Regions from separate parts of the Gossypium arboreum genome. Here region 1 is linked to region 2. A link is a contact called in public Hi-C data. All regions are on one chromosome and are shown on one strand. The core of a region is the stretch at or near the end of the contact, and the rest is flanking DNA. Distances in the headings are between cores, read along the strand shown. Region 1 holds the start of LOC108464503 (pyruvate kinase, cytosolic isozyme-like). Region 2 has its middle 11 kb from the start of LOC108464386.

Region 1 (4,426 bases), core at 1,616-4,115, 42 kb before region 2:
GGCATGGTTTCTCATCTTATGTGCAGTTCATTAGTTTTTTTATTTGCTTTGGGTATATCATGCCAGGTAGGTAGTGCATTTCTTTCTTTCAGTATGGTAGACATTGATGCCTTGGTAACCATAGGTCTATGATGATAATATTCAGTTACCGGGTTGTCTTTGTAAACGGCAGTGGCATACTTAGGAATAAGTTCAAATCTATCATTTGTTATGGCAAATGTCCATTTGCTTTTCCCGTTCAATATTATATTTAAGCCATGCTATGTTAAATTTGATGATTTTGGTACTGGAAAATGGCTTGTATAACAATAATATATCTACATGCAACTCGTTTGTATCAAAGTTTGTGTTTGTTGATTAAAGTTTCGACTTTCGGTCTTCTTTCGTGGTTTCCGAAAGCATTAGCTTCCTTCATCGATCGTTTGTTTTCCTTCTTACAGGCTTTATGCGAAGAAGTTCATGTGCAGTATGTGCCACCGAAACGGGTGTAATGGATAGCCTCAATAACATTGTAAGGATGGAAAACTGCATATTATTAGTAGTGATGGAGGAGAATAGTAACACAGTGAATTGCACCAACTTGTGGGATTTTGACAAGTTGGTAAACATACTAGTCATCCACAAGAAAGATTTTGCATGGAATTTGGTTCTTGGTGTCAAAAAAGGCTTTTATAAATCTGGCTATTACTTTGTTGTCCACAATTGCAAATTAGAATATTTGAATTCAGTTTGTTTCATAGATTCATCTGCTTCATGTTTTTTTTTTTACGGGCTATGGAGACTAAATTTTTTGAGGTCCATAGTTGTCCCTCTCAATGATATTACTTTTAGAGTTTGTTCTCTCCTATAAAAATGTATCGTGCTTACATCAATTTAAAATTTTAAAACATTTTTAAAATGGAGTTTATCATATAGGAAAGCACAACTAATTTAAGTTGCCATAATTGAATTTTTTGGGGATTAAATTGTTTGAACATTGATTTTATAATTTTAAATATTCTAAGTACCAAAATTTTCTAAGTATATTTTAAAACTACTACTGTCTAGCTTTCAAAATATACTCTTTTTTTTAAAAAATTATCTATTATAAATTTAAATTAATTAGAAGTCAAAGTTTGAAATTTGACTTATATTATTTTAAAACTACCACATTCTAAGTTTTTAAATATTTTTATTTATTGTAAAATTAAAAATATTAACCACTAAAAGTCAAAATAAACTATCCTATGTACCAAATATCTACCTGTTGATATATATATTTATAAGTTTTCTTGCAAGAAATATATTTAAATGTTGTATTTTTAGTTTTATATGAGGAATAATTTTATGAAAAACACAATCACAATAAAATCAAAATATATCTAAAAGAATTTAATATAAAATACTAAATTCACACGTGACTTAAATATGAGGCTGCGGACATTGTTGTCCTTCCGAATTTCAACACGTGTTTATTTAGGCTTTTATAATATAAAAATATTCTGTTTTTATAAGTTGGAATTTTTTTAAAATTTCAAAAATATATTTAAGTGTTAATCTTATTACAATTATTTTATTAAATTTATTGGTGTAATATTTTGAAATATATTTTTATTTGATAAAAAATAACAAAATTAATAATAATTGTAATGCATCTAAATATAACAGAAAAATTTTAATGATGTTAATAATTGAACTTATATTTTTAATCTGTAAAATAAATGAATTAAATTTTAAAGATGCAAAATTACATAAAATTAAAATATATTTTAATGTAAAAAGATGTTAAGTCATGATTTATCTCTTAGACTACATTATTTGTTATTTTGATATTTAATTTTTTATCATATTAAATTATCATTTTCATTCGAATATACTTAAAATAGAAAAAATAACAATAAAATGTGACATGTTTTACATATTTATTAAATGCCAATAATTTGAAAGTAAAACGATATGTAAGGGAAAAAAAATAAGAGAAGGGATAAATTGTTTGTTTAGCCTTAAAAAAGTTGAAATGAGTAGAGATTATTTGAGAGCAAAACTGGGATAAATTACTAAGATTATTGTAGTTGGAAATATGGGAAAAAGTAAAAATAAAAACAAAAACAAAGAAAAAAGCTAAAAGCGAAGTAAATCTTTGGGGGAGGAATGAATAATACAAGAGTGTAGTTTGAGCCTTTGCCCACACAAGAGGGACAAAAAGGAACCAAAAGGAAAACCCATCCACCGCATGTACGCACGCCTATCTACCCATCCCTCACCTTCCAATAAAACATTTTCTTTTTTGCTTTTATTATCTAAATGTAAAAGTTTGATAATTAAGATTATTCCAAGACATCACTTCAAATTTTTAAATGATTATATGGCAACACATCATTAATTTATATTTAAATATTGAAATAAATTTAATTAAAAAATATATTGATTAAAATATCTAAATTTGCAAGTTAAAATATTCACCACTCTAATTATAATTAGATTCTGAGTCTTGTTGTTTTAATTCAAATACCAATAATTCTACATCCAAAGATTTACAAAATCTCCAATGGGCCACCTACCACCACGTGTCCCTTACATTAATTTTTTTCCTTTTATATTGGTTTTATTAGTAAGTCGGCCTGCAAACTATATCCAATTTTCAATATCCATCCTTAAAAGTTTTTATTTTAACTATTAATTTTATTTCATTTAATAAAAAAAGAATCTACTACATACTATGCCACATTTCACATTCTTATTGGATAATATTGTTTTTAAAACTAGGACAAAATTGATAACCTGAAAACCACTTAAAAATTGTAAGGACTAATATGTAAAATTATGGTATAATTGAAGGGTTAAATTAGAAATACAACCTTTTACTTTTCAGTTTCTAAACTCCTCCTGCAGTCCTCTCTCATACTACAAAAAGCCACCACACCACCCACCACTCTCCTCACTGTTCTGTTCTTCAAAACTACTCTTTTTTGGCTTATAAGGTATAGTATCTCATTTCTCAATTTAACTCGACATAAAGCATTTTTATTTTTATTTTTTTGTTTGCTTGTAATTTGTTCATATGGTTTTATACATATATATGTATATATATATATCTTAAAAAACCATCTCTGTATTTACCTCATTTGATCTCTCTCACCAATCCTACCTTAACCCCATTCTGTTTATCTCAATGTTCCTTTTCTCTGGGTTTTCTTACCCAATCTTTTTCATTGATGACTTTTAATATTTTTTAATTGATAATGGGTGCAGCAGAGCAGATTTTTATTTTGAGCAAATCAAAAAGGAAATGGCGAATATAGACATTGATGGGATCTTGAAGGAGCTGCCAAATGATGGCCGTATCGCCAAAACCAAAATCGTTTGCACTCTGGGTCCGGCATCGCGATCGGTACCCATGATCGAGAAGCTGCTGAGGGCCGGCATGAACGTTGCTCGCTTCAATTTCTCCCATGGCAGCCATGAATATCACCAGGAGACCTTGAACAATCTCAGGGCTGCCATGCAAAGTACCGGCATCCTCTGCGCCGTCATGCTTGACACCAAGGTTCCCCTTTACCCCATCATTATCTCATAGTTTTATTACTTTCTTTTTTATCATTATTTGTGTATTTGAACGGGGATTAAAGGGTAGATTAGAGATAATAAAGAAATCAATTTTTGGGCCCAGAAATTCTCTACTTTTAGTAACCAAGCATTGCTTATATGGATATTTGTTTGTTAAAGTCCAAATGAAAGATAATGTGTCATTAGATACAAGGCACACTCTATTTAGGGTGAGTTCAGATCAGTTCAATAGGATTTTTTGAACTATCCATCATAATCCAATTCCTTTTATTTGGTTTTTTGTTTTTTCATACTAATTTTAGATTTTGGGTTCCTTGGACTCTTTTTTTTTTTTATATTATTTGTTAGTTTTTAAAATCTGCTAAAATTAAATTTTTCAAGTAAATAAAAAATCAATAAATCTAATATAGTTTTTAACATAATTTTTATATAGAATTTTTAAGTTATTTTAATTATTTTAAACCTAGAATGTTTATTTTAGATCATAAAAATTAAAGTTAATTATAAATTAATAAAATATAAAATTTGGTTCGGATAATTATGGTTTTTTTAACTTTTATTTAAAAATAGTCTAAACACCTTGGTTCCAATCAGTTTTTGATTTTTTTCCTTAGCCTTAAACTCTAGTTGCTTGAAACCCTTGTATATATATACAAGTTTTTTATTAGTAAATATGCATGATTTTTATGGCTTATATCTGCTGAATACTCCATAAGTATAAAATTTGATATTTTCCCTTTCTTACTGGTAAAGGTATGGTTAATGAAAAAAAGTGAAATCTAAAAGGAAAAATAAAGGTATATTCAATGAAGAAAAGTGAAATCTAAAAGAAATTAAGGCGAACTTCAATAAGTCGGGCTTTTTTTTATGCCTATCACCT
Region 2 (4,617 bases), core at 932-3,431:
AGCAGACCATTTAGAACCTACACATTTACCAAGATAAAGTAACTAATTAAATGATAAAAACAGAAACATTAGTAGAGAACCTAATAAAACTCAACACCCAAAGAACATTGAAGCTTTATACTCAATATTATGATTCCAATATCAAAAAAATACTCAGCCGTCCCTATAATGGAGATAAAAAATCTGATGGTAGCAAGTACTGCAGGTATTGGAAGGAAATATACTAGAACACAAGCGAGATACAGTTCAAAGGTTTTAAGTTTATATCAGCTTCTGAAGAGGAAGATGACAATGAAAAGGAGCAGGATGCGGACGGTTATCATTCAGGAGAACATTAAAAGTGAAGGAAACATGGAGTTTTCATTTGATGATGATGCTTAAGGCGATTAATCTTAGAAATAGATTAAGAAATTTATTAGACACAGAACAATCATTTAAATTTATTAATGTTCAATATTTTATGCACCATTTTGCTCCGGCAAGTGCTTTTCTTGCACCTCAAACAATATCGGGCTCCTAATTTCTGCTTACACTCTTGAAAATTGAACAACAGGTTATCTAGAAAAATAAATAAATATGAAACATCAATCAGAATTTAACTAAAATTGAAATGGCTAATCTCATTGATAATCCCATCACCACCAAAGCATATAATTCCTGAAAGTAAGTAAAATGATCTAAATTCATATTAACAGGTAAGATGATGATAACAATCATTAAAAACATAAACAAAGCTAGAATAAGTAGTTAAATTTTGAAGCAGTACTATCATCAAGGCATGTGTTGATGTCAACAGTAGATGCCAGCTTTTTAGCATGGCCTGCAGATGTTGTTTTGACTACCTCCAATTTAAATCCAGCAAGCTGTCACGGTTTGCATTTACAACAAGCCTAAAGTCTGTGTTTCTTATTGACTATAAGAATAACAGGAAAAAAGAAAATAGACGTAGAACTAAAGAAAAAAGCAAGAATTTATAGAAAAATGAATAAAGCGTGCCACAAAAGAAAAGAGGATTTTTTGGTAAATAATACATAAAAAAAAGTTACTATAATAGTTGATATGTACCAAAATAATAAAAATGAATAATGCAACATTTTTCTGACACTAGATCGCCATACCAAAAGGCGATTTAGCCTTCTTTTCCCAATAATGCCGGTCAAAAAGGGAGCCAGGAAAGAGTAGCCGATTTAGCCCCCAAGGCAACAGAGATTCTCTGTCCCTCACAGGGCCAAAATGACCCCTCCCTAGCACTAATTAGACTGGCCAGTGCGTGCCTCACTCGGCTTCCAGTCCCTCCCTACACCATTCTCTTTTTTTTTTTTTTTACCAGCATTATTGGAAAAAGAGAGGGCTAAATCACTTTTCGGTATGGTGATTTAGTGTCAGGGAAAATGTTACACTATTCATTTCGTGATATTTAGTGAATAATTGACAAAATATACTATTTTGGTATTTCTTGAATTATTTAAAAAAAAAGATAATTATCTGAGAAACTAATAATAAAAGCATACACAATCATAAGATGCATTGACACATCAATGCAAGTTCATTTAAGAGAAAATTATATTATGGATTTTATTCATCTTATGGGTGGATAAGGTGGATAGGAAGAGAACTACAGACTAGCAACAACAATTATGATCAAGGACAACTGATTAGTGATTCCAAAGTATCAAATTCATAAATAATATGGAAAATTAGAAAAATCTATATAAACTGGTAAGATAAAAGATACAAAACATACCTTAAATATGGGTTCGACAATTCCATGGAAAACTTTACTAAAACGACCCATTCAGGTTTGGAATTATCTCTGCAATAGATCATTCCAATAAGGTTTAATTTTGGGTTTTTGTTTGCAATCATCCTATTTAGTTTCTTTTATCTTTATAGGTATCCTACAATGTTGGTGTTAGACATTTCACTGTGCATTCTTACCCTCTTAAAAAGGGTGCTTGTGGCTTTTCGGTTTTTATTAAACCAAAGAGAAGGCATAAGGATTTTCGATTCTTGGCTTCTAGTGTAGAAGAGGCGGTTCAATGGGTTGGTGGGTTTGCTGACCTGCAGTGTTATATCAATTGTTTGCCTCACCCTTAGTTTCTTCGAAGAAGAAAGCTTCTTCTAAATTGGTTCCGATGGATACTCCACCTGAGCTTGTGTTCAAATGCAAGAATCCTCCAAAAATGCGATTACGGCGATTACGGCGACAATTCCATTGAATATGGAAAACTTCTTCTAAATTGGTTCCCATTCCTTAAATATGGGTTTGACAATTCCATTGAAACCCACCTGAAAAGGAAGGAGGAAGCGGCGGCGATTACGGCGACGAATGAGATTCCTGTCGGAAAGAGTTAGGTTTGGATAAAGCGGATTCGTTGGTTGTAACTTAAAATTGAAGAAAGCACCTTTGTCTTTTAGGTTCTTCTTATTTTCATTTTAATTTATCTTTGGTCAAATATGAGAATCTACCTTTGTTGTTCCATTTTTACTTTCTTTTGCATATTTTATTCAACTACTGCTCCATTATTTTTATTATAAAATATCATACTTGTGCTAAACATTCTCAATTTTTAATTTCAGTCTTATTTAAACTTTAAAATAACCAAAGCATTAGTAAACAATTATAATCTTTTTGTCAATTTAAGGATTAAATTTGTAATCATATAGAAACACTGTGTTTACGATCTAATTTGCGTTATTTTAAATATGTATCATCTCATATTTGAGCTAATATTTAATATACAAGTGTTAATAGATAAGACATATGGGTAGCAAAGTTGGGTGTTCACACAATAGTTGAGTGTTGAGAGTCGCTGAAGAAGGAAAGAGGTGTTTCTCTATATGTGTGCGTAAAGAAGGAAGAAGAGTATTTATAAGAGAAGGTGGGCCTCATTTAACCTTAGATTTTACACGTGTATAATACGGCTTTCATTGTGTCGACCATATAGGGAGCACAATAACTCTCTAGATAGGTAATTATGGAATATACATGGACTAGGCGAAGTCCATGCAAGGAAAGATCCAACACTTGCTATTAGTTGGCATAGTGTTGTTTTTGGTGAGGTCATAGTTGGTAATATCCTGATACAACGAGGTAAGGGTGGTGAAATTTTTATTGAGTGAGGTACCGATAACAACAAATTAATGTCTATGTTGATAGAAGAATTTGATCGATATTGATATTAATACTTTAAAATTTTAATTACAACGGTTTGAAGTTTGAGAATAATTTAAAATCTTAATCATAGTTTGAGGGTATATAATGGAATTAACCCTAATAACAATAAACTACATTTCATTTTTGTTAGTTGGAGCAGTAAAGAAAATTGAGAAATGCTGCATTTGCAAGTCTTCCCAACGCAGCCAATTTTGACTTCTCTTTTCTTATTTCTTCTGACATTTAGGAAGAAATTCAAATGAGAGGAAATTGGAGCCTTAAACCTTATCGAAAATAAGGGGGAAAACCATAAATTTTTTTTTTGGGCTACATGACTTTTATGGCAAACTATTTATTCATATTTCTTATTTTATTTTTTTAACAATTTTATTATACATTTTGATAATATCTGTTTTTTTTAGATAATGATTAGAATTATTTATAACTCCTTCTCAACCCATTAATAAGAAGATAATGTATTTTAATACACTCGAACTTATGTCCTTTTACATTAACTACAATACGCATACCAATTGAAATAAGAATCAATCAACATTTATTCGTATTTTTTAAAACTTAAACAATTATTATAAAAAATTTAATTTAAGGTCATGGTGGCCAAAATGGATGAAACAGAAAATACAGAATCTTTTGTTTCTACAATATATATTTAATTGCTATTTTGAATCGGGTCGATTTAAGTTTTTTTCCAGGTCCAATTAAGATTCTAAAATATAAAATAAGATTCAATTTATTTGAAATAAAAATAAGGTATAATAATTTATTTGGTACTTCAATTTTATAGAAAATTTATTTTAATTTTTCACTTAATTTTAACTCTTAAACTTGTATTGTTTGTCAAATTATCCTAAAATAAATGAAAAAGTTAACTTATATTAATTTTATGGATGTGGCACCCTCATGGAAGTTTATGTGCATATCACATTAGCAATTAATTAATTTTTAAAATTAAAAAGTATATAAAATTTTATACTTCTAATAACTGTTAAATTTTTTAAAAATAATTTTATACTTTTAAAATTTTTATATTTAAAAATAAGTAATTTCTAACGTGGTAGTCCACATGTATGCTACATCAACAAAGTTAATAAATGTTAACTTTTTCATCTATTTTGAAGATAATTTGACAAATAATACAAATTTAAATGCTAAAAAGTGACATTTTAAATAAAAAGCAAAAATATTTTTTAAATAGAGGACAAAATAAATCATTGTGCCTAAAAATAAAATTAACTATTTTTAATAAATATGGTTTCTTTTAGAAGGATAAGGAAAAATCCAAGATAAATACAAAACTGAATGAATTCCTTTCTAATACATAATTCTCATGTCTTTTAAAGGATTTATAGAGTTTAAGTTTTACGGATGAAAAAAATTACAATTAAGTGAATTTTGGCTCCATTTAGATATTCAACTTTTTATTTAGTCAAAATTTAATG

What was found. Hi-C and Micro-C count contacts between places; a contact is called where the count stands out from the background.
Region 1: a contact with region 2 is called in a Hi-C map of leaf, with 3 times the contacts expected there. The contact joins the promoter of LOC108464503 here to the enhancer-like site in region 2. A contact is called at or near these places in 2 of 5 Hi-C or Micro-C datasets (both in leaf).

What each region holds. Positions count from the first base shown.
Region 1 is chr13:10,109,539-10,113,964 of ASM2569848v2, reverse strand. It overlaps LOC108464503 (pyruvate kinase, cytosolic isozyme-like), which reads left to right and starts at 2,865. Exons shown (of 4, transcript XM_017764840.2): 1 at 2,865-2,960; 2 at 3,235-3,526. The coding sequence starts at 3,269. It overlaps LOC108463424 (transcription elongation factor SPT4 homolog 1-like), which reads left to right. Exons shown (of 5, transcript XM_017763366.2): 5 at 441-739. The coding sequence ends at 491.
Region 2 is chr13:10,067,150-10,071,766 of ASM2569848v2, reverse strand. It overlaps the pseudogene LOC108462627. Among protein-coding and RNA genes, the nearest start is that of LOC108464386, 11 kb to the right of the region's middle. Within about 2 kb of position 2,181, at least 2 of the 2 cell types and tissues checked have an H3K27ac peak or open chromatin away from gene starts, as enhancers often do. A contact at or near this core is called in leaf, where this site is marked.